Regions from separate parts of the Danio rerio genome. Here region 2 is linked to region 1. The links are chromatin contacts, called in public Hi-C maps. All regions are on one chromosome and are shown on one strand. Each heading gives the region's core, a stretch centred on a gene start, on an enhancer-like site or on the middle of the called end of the contact. The rest is flanking DNA. Distances are from core to core; before and after follow the strand shown.

The links. Hi-C and Micro-C count contacts between places; a contact is called where the count stands out from the background.
Region 2: a contact with region 1 is called in a Hi-C map of an unstated tissue, with 4 times the contacts expected there. The contact joins the promoter of kcnf1b here to the enhancer-like site in region 1. A contact is called at or near these places in 3 of 18 Hi-C or Micro-C datasets (caudal fin, hematopoietic stem cells and an unstated tissue).

The regions. Positions count from the first base shown.
Region 1 is chr13:36,279,751-36,287,600 of GRCz12tu, forward strand. It overlaps rock2a (rho-associated, coiled-coil containing protein kinase 2a), which reads right to left. Exons shown (of 31, transcript NM_174863.3): 6 at 3,983-4,127; 7 at 3,754-3,892; 8 at 3,570-3,661; 9 at 1,429-1,588; 10 at 1,236-1,296; 11 at 1,051-1,062; 12 at 833-961; 13 at 527-754. Among named protein-coding and RNA genes, the nearest start is that of slc66a3, 37 kb to the left of the region's middle. Within about 2 kb of position 5,086, at least 13 of the 62 cell types and tissues checked have an H3K27ac peak or open chromatin away from gene starts, as enhancers often do.
Region 2 is chr13:36,430,090-36,437,939 of GRCz12tu, forward strand. kcnf1b (potassium voltage-gated channel, subfamily F, member 1b) reads right to left here and starts at 4,876. Exons shown (of 1, transcript XM_005156957.5): 1 at 2,985-4,876. The coding sequence starts at 4,636. The coding sequence ends at 3,182. It overlaps LOC103912024 (a long non-coding RNA gene), which reads right to left and starts at 5,570. Exons shown (of 10, transcript XR_012388816.1): 1 at 5,464-5,570. It overlaps rbm25a (RNA binding motif protein 25a), which reads right to left. Exons shown (of 18, transcript XM_005156958.6): 18 at 6,619-7,039. The coding sequence ends at 6,947.

The DNA.
Region 1 (7,850 bases), core at 3,836-6,335:
GTGGAATATATGTTTCCTAATAATGTTTTTAGCAATGTGAGACACATATGACTGTCAACATTTCAATAAACGTGTTTTAGTGTTTCGTGACCCTTTCAGCAAAAAGCCATGAGTTATTCTTGTATGTCCAATACGTCATCTGCTAAAAATCGTTTGATCAAATCTAGTCTGTTTGAGATTTCAGGTTGTATTTCATACAATTTATTACTCTCTAATGCATCCCACTCCAGATTATATTAAACTTTACCCTTTTCTGAACTCACATTAAAAATAAATGCCGGTTATGACTGAACATGGAGGAATCTTAAACCCAGAATGGACTCATTGTGCTCCAAACATTGTGCCCAGCAATCTAATAAGGTGAGGTTAATGTTAAAATTAAACAAATGAATAAATGACTAAATTACATAGTTGCTAGACAGTTGGATCTTTTTAATTTTGTCTTATCAAAATGCTCATGTTTATATTGGCCTATTGGTGTGTGTGCTTCATTTTAGTGGGTCATGGGCTGAAAAGACGTACAAACCTGTTTCTGCAGGTGGATGTTCTTCTCGTTGGAGATGTGCGAGTTCTGGTTCTTCTTCTTCATTTCATCCAGCTGATCCCTCAGACTATTGACTTCATTCTCCAGGCAGCGTTTGCGGTCGGCCTCGCTCTCGGCCCTGCGGTGACTCTCCACACTCTTGTGCTGCAGCAGAGCCTTCTCTCTCTCCAGCTGTCTCAGGGTCGACTCCAGACCTTTCCTGCTATTCATCTACAACACGCAAGAGCAAGCTTAAAGTATTCCCACATGCAACTTCACAGAGGTCTCAGAGATGAAACACGCACTCACCTCTTCATCGAGCTCTTTGGTGATCTTTTCCAGGCGGTTACTGTTGCTTCTGTATTTCTGCTCCAACTCATCTTTGGCCTGCATTTCATTGTTGAGCTGCTCTTCTAGACAGTGAAGCTTCTTCTGGAGCTGAGTGAAAAATGAGGCAATCTTTACTGAATTTGCAAACCATAAATTACTTAAGCTGAATTTTAGGCAGAGAGAGGGGGAACACTTACGGCTAAATTGTCCTGTGGATTAAAAAAAAATAGAGAGAAAAAGAAAATAGTTACAAGCAAAGTCTCTACAGCATAAGGTCAATCCAAAGACTAAATTAGGGGGTGTTCACACTTGTAGTTCTGTTGTTCTGGTTTCTTTGGTCAGGGGAAATGAAAAATGAAAAGAAACTGATGTTTCAGTGTACCTCTCTGTTAGATACTGGGTGGTCATTTTTCATTGCTGAACTGTTCACAGCATTCAACAACCTGCACACAAACATATCAGATAATCTGTAATTGCAGATACCAATTGGTTTGGCTTCAGCTCATTAAATGCAGAGTCATTATAGTACCAAAAAAATGGTTTACTGCACAAAAGCAAGTTAAGACATCTCTTACTGGTTCTCTTTGAAGTAGGTGAATCCCACAAAGGGCAGCTGATTCCCAACAAAGGCTTTAGGTGTGGGAAAGGTCTCCACTTCTCCTTTATCCTCCTCAATTTCATCAAAATTACTGGTGTCTATGTCACTGCTCAGCTCTGGAACCACAGGAGCTGCAGCTGAAGACAGAACAGGGGAAAAGCTTAAAAGTTAACTGAATTGCGCATTTATATGTGCTGAGATAAAGGGTAGAGATGTAGCTAACATTGACCAGACTGTTAAAGTCTTGCTTTACTTTCAGTGAACAAAAGTGTAATTAACAAATATTATATGAATTTAAAATCTTATTCATTTGGCTTTCTATTTCCAATTTCAGTTAAGTTAGGTTTGTTTTCATAGATTAACACATTGAAATACAACTGAAATAGTTTAAATATGTATTTATTTTGCCATATGTCAGTTTCATATAGGGATCACTTAAAGAACTGTTTTGCTGTTCAATGAATTTTATCAAAACGTATTAATAAAGGGTGAATGATATTTGGGTGAACTATCCCTTTAAAATATTATAACTTTAAATGTAAGTAACTCTAAAGTTAAATCTTATTCTTAACAATGACTACGTCTACATGTAGTAATCAGTAAGTGAATTATTTGCCTTAATCTGAATAAGACAATAATATGCTTAAGGTCTTCACATGAGTTGCTTTTTCAATGTTCCTTTCATGACACTGTTTTGCATGTTATAGCACATAATTCGATTAACGTCATTGCATCACTACGCTATCCACATTTCCTCCGAAGTTTCATGTTATTTCGAGTGTTTCATTTTTAATTTGTCGACTTTAACTGCAGTTTGGCATTTTCAATTTCATTCAGTAACATTTCATGCATGTCTACCATGACAAACAAGATATTAGATGTGAATATGAACTGCTGGAAGAGTGTTGTCTTAATGGAAATTGATGCCTGCCCGAAAAGTAGCTAAATGTTGCCAGATGACATCTTGCGCTAATTTGCATATCAGTGATCAGTCATCAAGTAGTATCTGACAAGCGTAAGCCAATCATGTCTCCACAGTCTGTGGTGCCGTTTATTATATTATAACAATACATCCAGATGCACAATAAATAGATTCTTATTAACATATTACTTTGCGTAAACTACGTTTATGTAGTATACAAAATAATTCATGTTTTCTCAAACTGACTGGCCATCTCGGTAAAAACATTATTTGAAATATGTCCATTAAGATTTGTATGAATAATATAGTTGACTATTTGTAAAAAATGTGTAACACTTTTTGATAAGAATTTTTTTTTTTAAATATAACACAGATAACGAACAGTTACATTCTTTTAAAAATAATCGAAGCTTGTGTACTTATTTTAACTTGTGAAATAATCACATTTGTGCAACTGACAACAATTATAGCACTATTGGAATTTATTGCTACCCAAATTACTAACAGTTATACATGGTAACAAATATCGGTAAATTAACAGTTATGAAAAACAATCTGAGCTAGCGATTTACTCTACTGAGTGAAGCCTGCAGCCACTGCTCTTTTGAGTCACTTTTTAGAAATTGGTAAAAGTAGCCAAATGAATGTTAAAAATTGCTAAAAATTTTTTGCTAGGTGCTTTTTGAAAAAAAAAGTTGCTAGGGTAATATGAAAAGTTGCTAAATCTGGTAACTAAATTGCTAAGTTTGCAACACTGTGTGCGTGTCTGTGGTCCTTCTTTGACTCGGTAGGTGCAGAGAACCGAGTCAAACAGCCGTGTGTGTATGGAATACCCTTTTGCAAAATAGGGTGAAAATCCTACACGACGGTAATAGTTTGAATAAGGTGTTTACATGTCTGTACTGCACTTCAATAATGTGACTAAAATCAGCATACTCCACGTCTTAATCCAATTTCTGTTATTTTGATTATGACCTTAATCGGATTAAATTAATCAAAAATCGCTGTTAACATGGTAGACAATCAGAATATTGTCCTAATCTCATTCAAATCAGACATTTTTCCACCTTTTTATGCCTTGTGTACCCAAGTGTGGTAAATTATGTTACGTAATATAACCTAATTGAATTCAAATCTTATTTTCTTTTTATTTTCTCAACATCTTTAGTGATGGAGGGATCAGGAGATTTACTCACTCTCTCTAATAGTGCTGAAGGTCCACTGGTCATTTCTAAAGAAAGGATGTCTTTTAATTTCTTCTACACCACTTCGACCCAGGCGAACCTCCCTACCAAACACAGGAATCAGCAGTCACATCGGCAAACACATGAGCACTGGCAGCTAATCATCCTTATGAAAATAGTACACACAAAGTCTCACCTGTCAGTAAGGAAGGCACAGATAATGTTTTTGCCTTCTTGAGAGATCTCAACATCATCAGGGAAGTTGAGAGAGTTCTTATGGTCCATAATCTTGCTGTATGTCCCCACAAGAGAATCAGCGTAGAACGGTGTATCACCTGCAAACATTCACCTTATTTAAGTCAATACCACAGCATACTGTAGAAAAACAGTAATACACACAAACATATTCAAAACTTTTCACTCACCAACCAGCATCTCGTAGATAAACACTCCCACTGACCACCAGTCACACTCGCGACCATAGTATCCGTCTCCTCCCTGAGACTTCAAAACCTCCGGCGAAATGTAGTCTGGGGTTCCTACAGCGGTGTCACAATGAACCATCCCTGTCTGTAATCAATCAGCCAATAAAAAAAAAAAAGTCAAAACATGAGCTTTACTGTCTATCTATACTAGTGTAATATACACAATGTACTAGAGCTGCCAGGTCTTAAAACTCTTGACAAATACCATCACCGCAGAGGATACAGATCTGAAAGATCAGATAGCAGCAGTCATGTACAATTATAAAACAGCTTCAGTCTTTTCAACCACACAGTATTGTATTTTTAATGTTCCAAACATTGAGCAAATTAATGAATTCACCAATAGATCATTTGTAAAAGAACAAATGCATTTTTATTCAGTAGTGAAACAAATGAGTGTTGATGAATCATTCAATCAAACTGATTTTTAAAGTACTTGTTTAAATGAATAAAAGTAATGGTTCATTTGGTTCTTTATTGCAATATAAACACACAACAAAAGGTAGAAAAATAGATCAATTAAAAAATTTTGTGATAAATTCTAAAATCTTTTCAGGGAAAATTTTACTGAACAGTTCCCTGAGTGAGTGTACTTTATAAACAAGTTTTCTACTAGTTGTAATATTATGAGTTGAATAAAGATGTTTAATGTTGCAAGTTTTTTTTTTTTTCCAAAATCACACTCCTCTAACCAGATTACTAGTCATATTACATTTGCTTAAATGCAAAGGTGAATGAATTTTTCTTTAATTTCTTAAAACTCACATTTATGTTATTCAAAGGCATCAGCCGTTTCAATCTATTATTTCTGCAAAGAATCAAGCCATTTTTAACCCTCAAAAACGTAGCATTCAATTTGTATACAGCACCAAAATCTTATCAATGTGTAGTTCTATTTCTTAACTCTAGATAGCAGCATAAAATCACAAGTAGTGTGTCCAGCCTCGTTTCAGTGGCTGGATTGTGACTCTCAAGGGCAGACAGAATTTAACTAGGACTTGAGTGGAAAAACTAGCAATGAAAGTTGACAAAAATGCCCCAGATATGTAAAAAGTAGAGCAAAAAAAAGAGCAAGCTCCTGTAATGATTTACATGTGCTGGTATCTGTTACATAACGTGAAGCATTTCATAACAGTCTATTTTAGGACTATCTAGTTGAGTTAAGCATACAAACTATCACATATTACCATCTCTGGTGATTGCTGCTCAGTGAATAGCTCATTTGAACATTCAAAACACGTAAATGTAAACAATCATTGCAAGTGTTTATTTATTATATTCTTGACAATTATGCTACTTATGTCTTTGATATGGTGGTAGTTAAGCACAGTGGCTCAACTAGAAAGTAAGGGGAGCGGTTCTCAGTTAACAGTCATACAAATTACTTAAAAATATTTAAATAAATAACAGACTATTAACATTATAAGATAATCTATATCCCAGTTAAAGGGCTAAAATCTAAAGTCATATTAAAGAAATAATAAGAAAATAACTATACATTCATTTATATCATACAGATTTTACAGAAATTCCATTTTATTTATGCTATGGAAACAGTTGGAAACAATTGTGTATTTTTGGTTGATTCTCTCAACTACAGACGACATTTAAAAAAATGTTATTTAGAGCATTTAATATTAAAAAGTTTTAGACATGTATTTAGACAAGACAATATTAATGTTCAAAAGAGTAAGGAAATCAAAATTTGGTGGAATAACCCTGACTTTCAATCAAAACAAATCCATACAATTGCCACAGCCATAACACGCTGCAGCCCAAGACCGGTTAGTCACTGAAGCTAAGCAGGGCTGAGCCCGGTCAGTACATGGATTGGAGACCACATGGGAAAAGTAGGCTGCTGTTGGAAGTGGTGATAATGAGGCCAGCAGGGGGCACTCAACCTGCGGTCTGTGTGAGTCATAATGCCCCGGTAAAGTGAAGGGGACACTATACTGTCAGTGATTGCAGTCTTTCTGATGAGATGTGGTCATTAAAAATCCCATGTCACTTCTCATATAGAATAGAGGTGTAACCGCGGTGTCCTGGCCAAATTCCCTCAATCAACCCTTACCAATCATGGCCTCCCAATTATCCCCATCCACTGAATTGGTTCTATCACGTTCTGTCCACTCAACCAATAGCTGGTGTGTGGCAAGTACACTGGCGCCGTGTCCTGTAGCTGCCGTTGCATCATCTAAGTGGATGCTGTAAACTGGTGTCTAAATTAACTTTTCATTTATTAAAAGCCGAAATATTGCCAGACAGACAAAGCAACTTACGGTTTTTGAAGAGAGCGTCCTCAGTGATAAAAGACGCGCGCACACACAGGTTAGCCTACACTCTTGTCGGCCTATTCATTATTGATTTTTTTAACATTAAACGCATAATAATCAAGTGCAAAAAAGAACAGCAGGGGTCCGTTCTTCGTACGTGGATTACTCAGTTAGCTGGATTTGGATATTGACGATTTGACATGATCCAGGATTGTTTCGTTCTTCAAAGCTGATCCGAGAGTTGTTGTCATGGCAACAGTTCTGCTAGGTCAAACCTGATCGGGAGCAGGTTCAATTCATATAAACAGGATTAGATCGGCTCAGTTCAAGCAAAGATAATACAGAAAGTATGTTCCCAATTCTGATATTTTCTTACAGTAGTAGTTATATACACTTGGGAAAATGGTACATATTTTTAAACTATGTATTTATATAAAGTTAAAGTCATTAATAAAATAAATAAAGTTATACATATTAATAAAACGTATGCAATCTGCACCCTCGAAATGAAAGTACAAAGACTGCCATCTGGTGGTGCAAAGAGAAAACTTATTGATATGAACTTTTTAGATCGCTTTAGTACAAATTGTGTATAATAGAAATGCACAATATGTGACTTTTTTTAAAGCAATAATACATTTATGCAGTCATAAACATGTTTTGATAGTTATGCCAGTGATTTGATGCTTCACAAAAGTTGCAGACACCTTTACCAATATGAAAATGCTTTTGTAAACAACCAGTTATTCTTTACACCGATTAAAAAACGGATACTATTATAAAGAAAATCTTTTCTAAATGTGGAACTAAATACATTGATTTGCATTGAAATGCATGATGAATACTCTTGTCTTGACAAATGAAAGTGTAAAGCCTGCAGCTCACAACAAATGTGGAAAGTTCTTGCGTGTCATATTAAACAAACCGTTTACTGCTAATTTGATGTAATTTTGCTCACATGGATAATTGAATATTAATCAGATGATGTCATTACGCTGCTGTGCCGTCAGCCAATCATTGCATTGCTGATCATGATTTCGAGGATCGATAGATCTGTCCTTCACAACACACGCAGCGATCTCAGATCAGTTCATCCAGACATTCTAATCTGATTCGCGAACTTGTTTGAAGAACCAAATTAGCGAGAGATCAGTTATCAAGATTAAAAGATCCAGGATCTGCCAAATAATCTTAGATCATTTAAGCGAGGTACGAAGAACAGACCCCTGAACTTCGGAAAAAGTGCTCACGGCTGTTGCCACGATGGTTGCTTTGTTTCTCTGCAGTTGACTTATTAATGGCGCGGCATTGCTAAATCACTCTTGTTTTAATAACAAAAAAAGATATTTGTTATTAAACATTGTGAGATGATGGTCGCGTGATTTTTAATATTAGGGTATGCGTTGCGTATTTATGGCTATTGATCTTATCTACCCGCGACCCACCCATAGTTGAACATCAAGTATATGTGTGTTGAAAGTGCGTGTATAAGTTAGTTGTTTCCTCCAACTCCTGCCACCTTTGTCAGGAAAAGT
Region 2 (7,850 bases), core at 3,626-6,125, 150 kb after region 1:
GTTTAAGGATAGTGACAATGTATAGAAAAACACAATTAAGTGCTATTTTGTATGTCATCATCTGATTATTGTTGTAAACATGTCTGTCAATTTTTTTTTTTTTTTTTGTAATAACACTACCTGACAAAAGTTGTTGATCCCAGTTGTCAAAGCAACAAATAACAAATTGACTTCTAGTTGATCATTTGGAAAAGTGGCAGAAGGCAGATTTTTTTGATGAATCATCTGTTGAACTGCATCCCAATCATCACAAATACTGCCAAAGACCTACTAGAACCAGCATGGACCCAAGATTCTCACAGAAAACAGTCAAGTTTGGTAAAGAAAAAAATATGGTTTGAGATTAAATTCAGCATGGGGGCTGTGCAAGAGATCTGCAGAGTGGATGGCAACATCAACAACCTGAGGTGTATCAAGAGGTATTTGTGCTGCTCATTACATTAAAAACCGCAGCAGAGGATCTTCAGCAGGATAGCTCATAATTCAGCCGCCACATCAACGTTCCTGAAAGCACTGAAGGTCAAAGTGCTCCAGAATTGGCCAGGCCAGTTAGCAGATATGAACATTATTGAGCATATATCTGGGGTAAGATGGAGGCATTGAAGATGAATCCAATGTAGGAAAGTCTTGCAAGAATGCTTTCTTTGCCATTCCAGACGACTTCAATAAGTTATCAGAGTCATTGCAGAGATGTATGGGTGTAGTAGTTCAAACTCAGGAGTCATACACAATTTTAATTGTTTTTAACTGCATTAACTACTCTTTTTAACTACTTTATATTCTATTCTGTACAATATTTCTGTTAGGTAACAAAACTTTTGTCTAAGCAAAGTCAAACCTTACTGTCCTAATTAAATAATTAAAAATCAAGGCATGATCATATTTCATTTTGGTAAAATAAGCGTAATCTAGAGGCCTTTGCCTTTCATATAAGCCACGTCTGATACCAAATGATCAACTAGAAATCAAGTGTTTATTTGTTGTTCCTTAAACTTGGATAGGCAACAAGACTTTTGTAAGGCAGTGTAAACTAAATTTAATGACATGGTGTCTTCAGTAAATCGTGGTAAATAACAAGTTTTACTGATATCAGAAAAAAATGTAAACAGTACACCATCAAGCAGAGGAAAATTCCAGATGGAAACAAAACTTGCTGGCATCATTACAGCCTGAACTTTATTTAGATCCTGTTAATTGGCATAGATGTTCTGAAGATAACATTGGTCCTTCATGTTCCCATGGTGATAGAGGCCCAAGAGATATGATTGGTGCAACAGAAAACTACAAAACCACCCAATGACAGGACAGCGCAGGTAGACTCAATTAACCGCTCAAGAAAGCAAGATTCAACCTGTGTACATACACAGACATCAATATCCAATACAAACATCACAAAGCCAAAAACTCCTTTACAAAACTAGTACACTGCAGAGAACAAAAAAAAAAAAGCCCTAAAGAAACCTTTAAATTATTTACACAAACCCACACCCACGGTCCTCTTGCTGTGAATCTAAACTATGTCAGCTATCTTATCATGCTTCTAGGTGCCAGGGTAGCCATCTTGTCGGAGCGTTTGGAGGGTGTATGTGAAAACCCCTGCCGCGCAGACATGTTCGAATGATTCTCTATATACCAACCAGACACACAATCCCTCTATAAACGCTCAGTATCGGATCTGATGACTGACACCAGCCCACATCATGCCGAGGGTCCTATTCTTAGCCTCCAGCGGCTCTTTGCTGAATTCTGGCATGTTTGGGTGGATTCTGTGACTCATTTGTTTTTATCTGTGTGCTGAAATGTTGAGTCAGGAGTTGATGATCAGGAAAAAGCATTAGGGATAAGGATGAGAGTGAAAAAAAAAAGTCAGCTGAAATGCACTTTAGAAAAGCCCTTCCGAAGCACTTGTTGTGCTTTTGAGTAAATCTGAAAGTACAGCCAAATGAATGACACTATGGCAAAGATGAAGATAATGCTTTCTACATGGGCAATGTGGTTGAATGTATTTCTGATTACCAGCGGATGTGTTAATCAGTGCAAGCACTCCAAACCATATTTAGCACTGACCACTTGTAATCAAATCAATGTGAGGAGGTTATTTGGAGAAGGAGAAAGAGAAAAACAGAATGGGAGAATCTTTGAAAAGGGATCATCAGTTATTTTAGTTTGGAAATGGAGTAGTTACAATTTTTAGTCAACAAGTGATCCAAACTTCGGCCCAGTAAATAAAAAAAGACTGACAATAACTCTGTCTCTTGTCTAAATGATAAGTCCTTATAATACTGAGAATGGAAGTAAAACATCACTATTATAAAACAGACAGTTGGCGTTTACATGAATGCCACAGCTTCCTAGCAACCAGTAAAAAATACATTTTGAAGTATTGTATGTCATTTTAGACTATATTAAATTCTGCTATGATTAAAAGGAGCGAGCATTTGCGAATGATATCAGGAGCTTACAGTGACACTGAAGGCTGCTGAAGATTCTGATTTCCCTTTACAGAATAAATGCATTTTAAAACATCTTAAAAGTTATTTTTGAAACATCATTAGGAGATATTATTGATTCTACCGACCAAATAAATCTAGTACAGCTGAGCACAAGAAACTTTATACAATTAAAAAAAAGAAAAATAACATTTGTGCAAGAAGGTTGCTTTCTTCAGATATTTATTTTGCTACATCTACATGAAGTTAAACAAAAAAACCTCCCAAATCATAATGTCAGCTCAGCCATTTCACATCCAAAACATGATCACACATCTGATAAAAAGGAGAAGTAGCTATTTCTTACCTCACATTTTGGTAAATCAGTCATAATTTTACACACAAATTCTAGATGGGCACTTTAGGTGGACGCTGCTCATACTGATTTTACACCTGTTGCTCGTGGTTTATGTTTGTTAGAGATGAATATGATGTTAAATATTACAGAAATTGTATCTAATATCTGCGCAATAAATATCTGCCAGGCATACGCAGTAAGTTTGACATGCACTTTATTTAATGAAGACAAAATAACACTTTTAAAGATGAACTGATTTTTTGATGTCCAGTATGAACAACACAAGCAGCTTGACGGTCACATTAGAGCACAATAGTTTATAGCGCGCAAGCACCATAACAACACACGCTCTGGTGAAACTTAAGGTGCTTTTTGACTTTCTTTGACTTTTCTTCTAAGTCAGGCTTTTCTTCTTCAGTGGCTCTCTCTCAGTTCTGTGCGCTCCCGACAGAAGCGGGATAAAAGTATCGCTACGCGACGCGCGCATGGCACCTTCCCACGCTCTCCCGGGCGCGTCAGACCTGCGCGAGGCGCTTCTGACAGTGAGCTCGAGCGCGCGCAACTCCATGAGCTCGAGCTCGTGCTTGGCGGCGGTTTCGAGCACCTTCTGCTTGTTGTAATAAATGACGAAGTTATTGATGATGGGGTGGATGGGCAGAGCTATGGCGATCACCCCGCACAGAAAGCTAATGGCCGCGTTGCACCGTCCCAGGGTGGTTTTTGGGTAGATGTCCCCATATCCTACAGTGGTCATGGTGATGATGGCCCACCAGAACGACTGTGGGATGCTTCTGAATAAGGTCTCTGGGTGGCTCTGCTCCATGGTGTACCCGAGCGCAGAGAAGACGAAAATGCCCACCCCCATGTACATAAGGAGCAGCCCCAGCTCCTTGAAGCTCCGCTTGAGCGCGTACGTGAGAGTTTGAAGTCCAGAAGAATGGCGCGCCAGCTTGAAGATCCGCGCAATGCGCATGATGCGGAGTGCCTGCACCGCCTGCTGCACGTTGACTAGCTCCATCATGGCCGTGCCAAGGCACGTGAGAACCAGTACCACGTAAAATGGCAGAACAGCCAAGAAGTCTATCATGTTCATGAAGGAGAGCGCAAAGCGCAACTTGTTAGGGGAGGATGCGAGGCGCAGCACGTACTCCACCGTGAACCAACCGATGCACGCCGTCTCGATAGCGTCCAAGCTCGGGTGCTCAACGCGGTTCCCTTCAGAATCCTCCACCTGGAGGTCCGGTAAAGTCCCGAGACACATGACCACAGATGAGATTAAGATGAACAGGAAGGACACGACGGCGATTACGCGTGCGGGGAGTGAAGACTCTGGTTTCTCCATGAGCTTCCAGACGAACTTCTGCCACCTCTCCGTGCGGCTCACAGCAGGGTCACATTCCAGATCATCCAGAATCAGCTTCACCTTGTCCGCAATCTCAGCCAGTTCTTCCTCTTTCTCGGTTAAGTTACTCTTGCAACATTCATCCAAGTAGCTCAAGTCAATCTTCCAAAACTCCATCTCCTTGATGAAACAAATAGGACAAATCCCGCGCTTCATGTGGACCTCCCCAAAGTAGTAGACTTCTACGATGCATTTAAATGAATCGGGGTCCCTGTCGAAGTAAAATTCTCGTTTCCCGGGATCATAATCATCACAGAGTGAGGAAATGACATCAAAACTACGAGTTGGGCAGTTGACGAGTTCGGCGAGCCTGCTGTCCGGATAGCGATTAAGAATGTCCCCGCACAGCACCAGCCGCACACCGCCGATGTTCACGGCGATTTCCTTCTCATCACTGCTCGAAGAGCTGTTACAGTGTGCGAACCGGGTCCTCGGCAGCGTCCACATCCTCGCACTTCTAGCTTCAAAACATTTAAAAAGCGCTAAAAACTGAATTGTAGGCAAAAGCGCATGGAGACGCGGGGACCTCTTATGTCAAAAGAGGACGCAGATTGGTTTTCTATGCACTAAAGTAAGGCTAAAATAGTAAAACGAAAGCATTTTGTCCTGTAAACAGGAAAACGGTTTGAAAAGAAAAAGACTCAGGAGAGCCACATCTTCATTCGAGCAGACAACATTCTGTGCGCTTTTGCGCAGTGAAAGCGCGCAGTTAGCATGGCAGTAACAGGTCTCCCCTCCTCTCTGCGCGTACCCCTCTCTCTCACTCGCTCTCTCTCTGTTCTGAAACCCCCAACCCTTTATTAAAGTATCTAGCCTGGTGTTCCTGTCAGAAATTTTGGCGCAAATATTAACGATTGAGAAAAGACTCGGATTACCAGGAATTTCTAGATTGTATATTTGGAGGTAATTTCGAGATGTTTAGGGGTAATTTGTTTATTGTTTTCTGAGGCGTCATGTGATTTGATTTTCGATGGCGTCACATAAAAAATATAAGATCTGACGCGCTTGTTTTTTTTTTTTTTTTTTTTTTTTTTTTTTACTTTTGTGATAAACCAACTGTAAACCTTTGACAATGGTGGTGAGAAAAAAATAATACTCATTGGCAAAAAAACATATTCTGCCGTAAATATATAGTGTCATTATGTATATGCATTGTTTTCTCTTTCCATTTACAGGCAATTGGTGTAACATGAGAATATAACAAAAACCCTAATTGAACAGTCAACATAATTCAGAGCGGGGTTGTAAAAAGCTTTAGTTGTTCACTCACTTACCTGTTACTTGCACAGTTCATGATGAGAACAAGAACCTGGAAGCTTCCATCACGTCAAAGCTGATTTATACATCACAGGTCTGTTTCACAGAAAGAGCGCATGTGCTTAATAAAACCACTGGATAGAGGTTTTCTGAATAAGCATTAGTCACTCCACATTTACTTCTCCCCAGTTTGCCGAAGAGTGGCAATTACCCGCATGCGAGAGCAACTGCGCCACCCTTAGAAATATCACTAGAATTACAACATAGCCAACTTGAACGAGACCGTGTGGTTTGATATATTTTAAAAATAATAACAATAATAATAATAATAGTCTATGTTATGGGATTAGGAATTCTATATATTAAAATCAGCTAAAGATTAAGCTAAATTAAAATGTATAAATAATAAAAGCTAAACAATAACACTGCAACAAGAAAAGATAAACAGTTTTTACAAGCTGAAATTTTTTTTATATATTTTTGCTATTCTATTGTATTAAATAGACTTGGCATTTATTAAAAATACTCTTAAAATTAAAATAAAAAAATATTACAAAAATATATTTGCATAAAAAACATGTTTTATCCCCAAAAAATTGTTTACAGTTTTAATTACCATGTGACAACTCAGTCACACATGGTCTCCCCAAATTATTGGCAAAAACAGATTCCGACTTGTTATGCTTTAACCAAGTCAGAGCGTATATACAAGGTTACTTATCTTCAGTGACTTCTGCAGTCAACCTGGCAGAGTGAAATCAATGCAACCTTCATCCTCATGATTCGATGTGAGAACTATAAAATAAAAAGCACATCAGAACAAGAAAAAAAAATACTGGTTCCTGTTTAGAAAATCAGATGATTTAATTTTTCAAAGTCAAATCAGTCACCATGGAAACAAACCTTCAAATGGGCTGGTATGTGCAAAATACACCACATTCAGAACCACTGCTGCAAAAACCCAGACAAACCTGCAGGAAATCATTCAGCCTGCTAACAGTGAGATGCGCAAACATAGTTAAAAAACATATTGGTTTTGATTGTAATTTCATGAGACATAAACCCAGCTGAACTTGCATGATTACTTAAAAGGGGAAAATGTAACCGATTGAACTTGGTTGTGCTAAAATTTAGAGACTAAAGAGAAATAAATAAAATAAACAACAAAGTCAAACGGTAATCGGCCAGCCAAACTAGACTCTCCATTTAATCTGGGCATGAAAGAAGCTTTCAACTTTTACACAGTTTTGGCAATGCAATCAGACCAACTGGCACATGCCTATAATACACACACACACGCGCGCACAGACACACACACGCACACGCACACACACATTCACACTAGTAGCTGTGCAGTTAATCCTCTGGAGTTTACAGGAAGTGTTGAAGTGCATCAGTCTGTGGTGTTCATCCACCGTACTGTAATTTAAAAGCTCTAAAAGCAGGAGAGAGTTGCAGACTTCACTTCATCCTCTCTCAGCTGCTCGTTTCCATCTCATGTTATTTCACCAGGCCGATCTTCTTGGCCTCTGTTTCATAGATGAGAAGTCTCCACATTTTGACTATAAACACTTCTGCTTCCTCATCCAGCACCTGTAGGAAACACAGCCCGATTAACCAAACAATAAAACTTGACAGTATCAAAACACTTAGAAAACAGGATGTTAGTATTAGGGCTGCACTATATTGGAGAAACCTGACATTGCGATATTCTGTTTTTCTTGTTTTTATTGCAATATACTTTGAAAGAATTTTTGGTCACAATTTATTTTAAGATTTAGTGCCCCCTTTTAGCAAACCATTTTGATTTTTGCTTTAAGAAACTCCTAATTTGCTCCTTATTAATAGTTATTAAGGTAGTTTAGGGTGACGCGTTGACGCAGAGACGCAGTGGGTAGCACGTTCGCCTCACAGCAAGAAGGTCGCTGGGTCGCTGGTTCGATCCTCGGCTCAGTTGGCGTTTCTGTGTGGAGTTTGCATGTTCTCCTTGTGTTCGCGTGGGTTTCCTCCAGGTACTCTGGTTTACCCCACAGTCCAAAGACATGCGGTACAGGTGAATTGGGTAGGCTAAATTGTCCGTAGTGTTTGAGTGTGTGTGTATGTCTAGATGTTTCCCAGACATGGGTTGCGGCTGGAAGGGCATCCGCTGCGTAAAAACTTGCTGGATAAGTTGGCGGTTCATTCCGCTGTGGCGACTAAGGGACTAAGCCGACAAGAAAATGAATGAAAGTAGTTTAGGCATTGGGCGGGATTAGGGATGTACAATATGATCATACAGAACATGTGCTTTAAACGCCACTAATAAGCAGCCAAAATCTCAACAACATGCATGCTAATAAGCAACTAGTTAATAGTGAGATTTGATCCCTAAAGTGTTACCGAATGTATTCATTTTGATTGACTG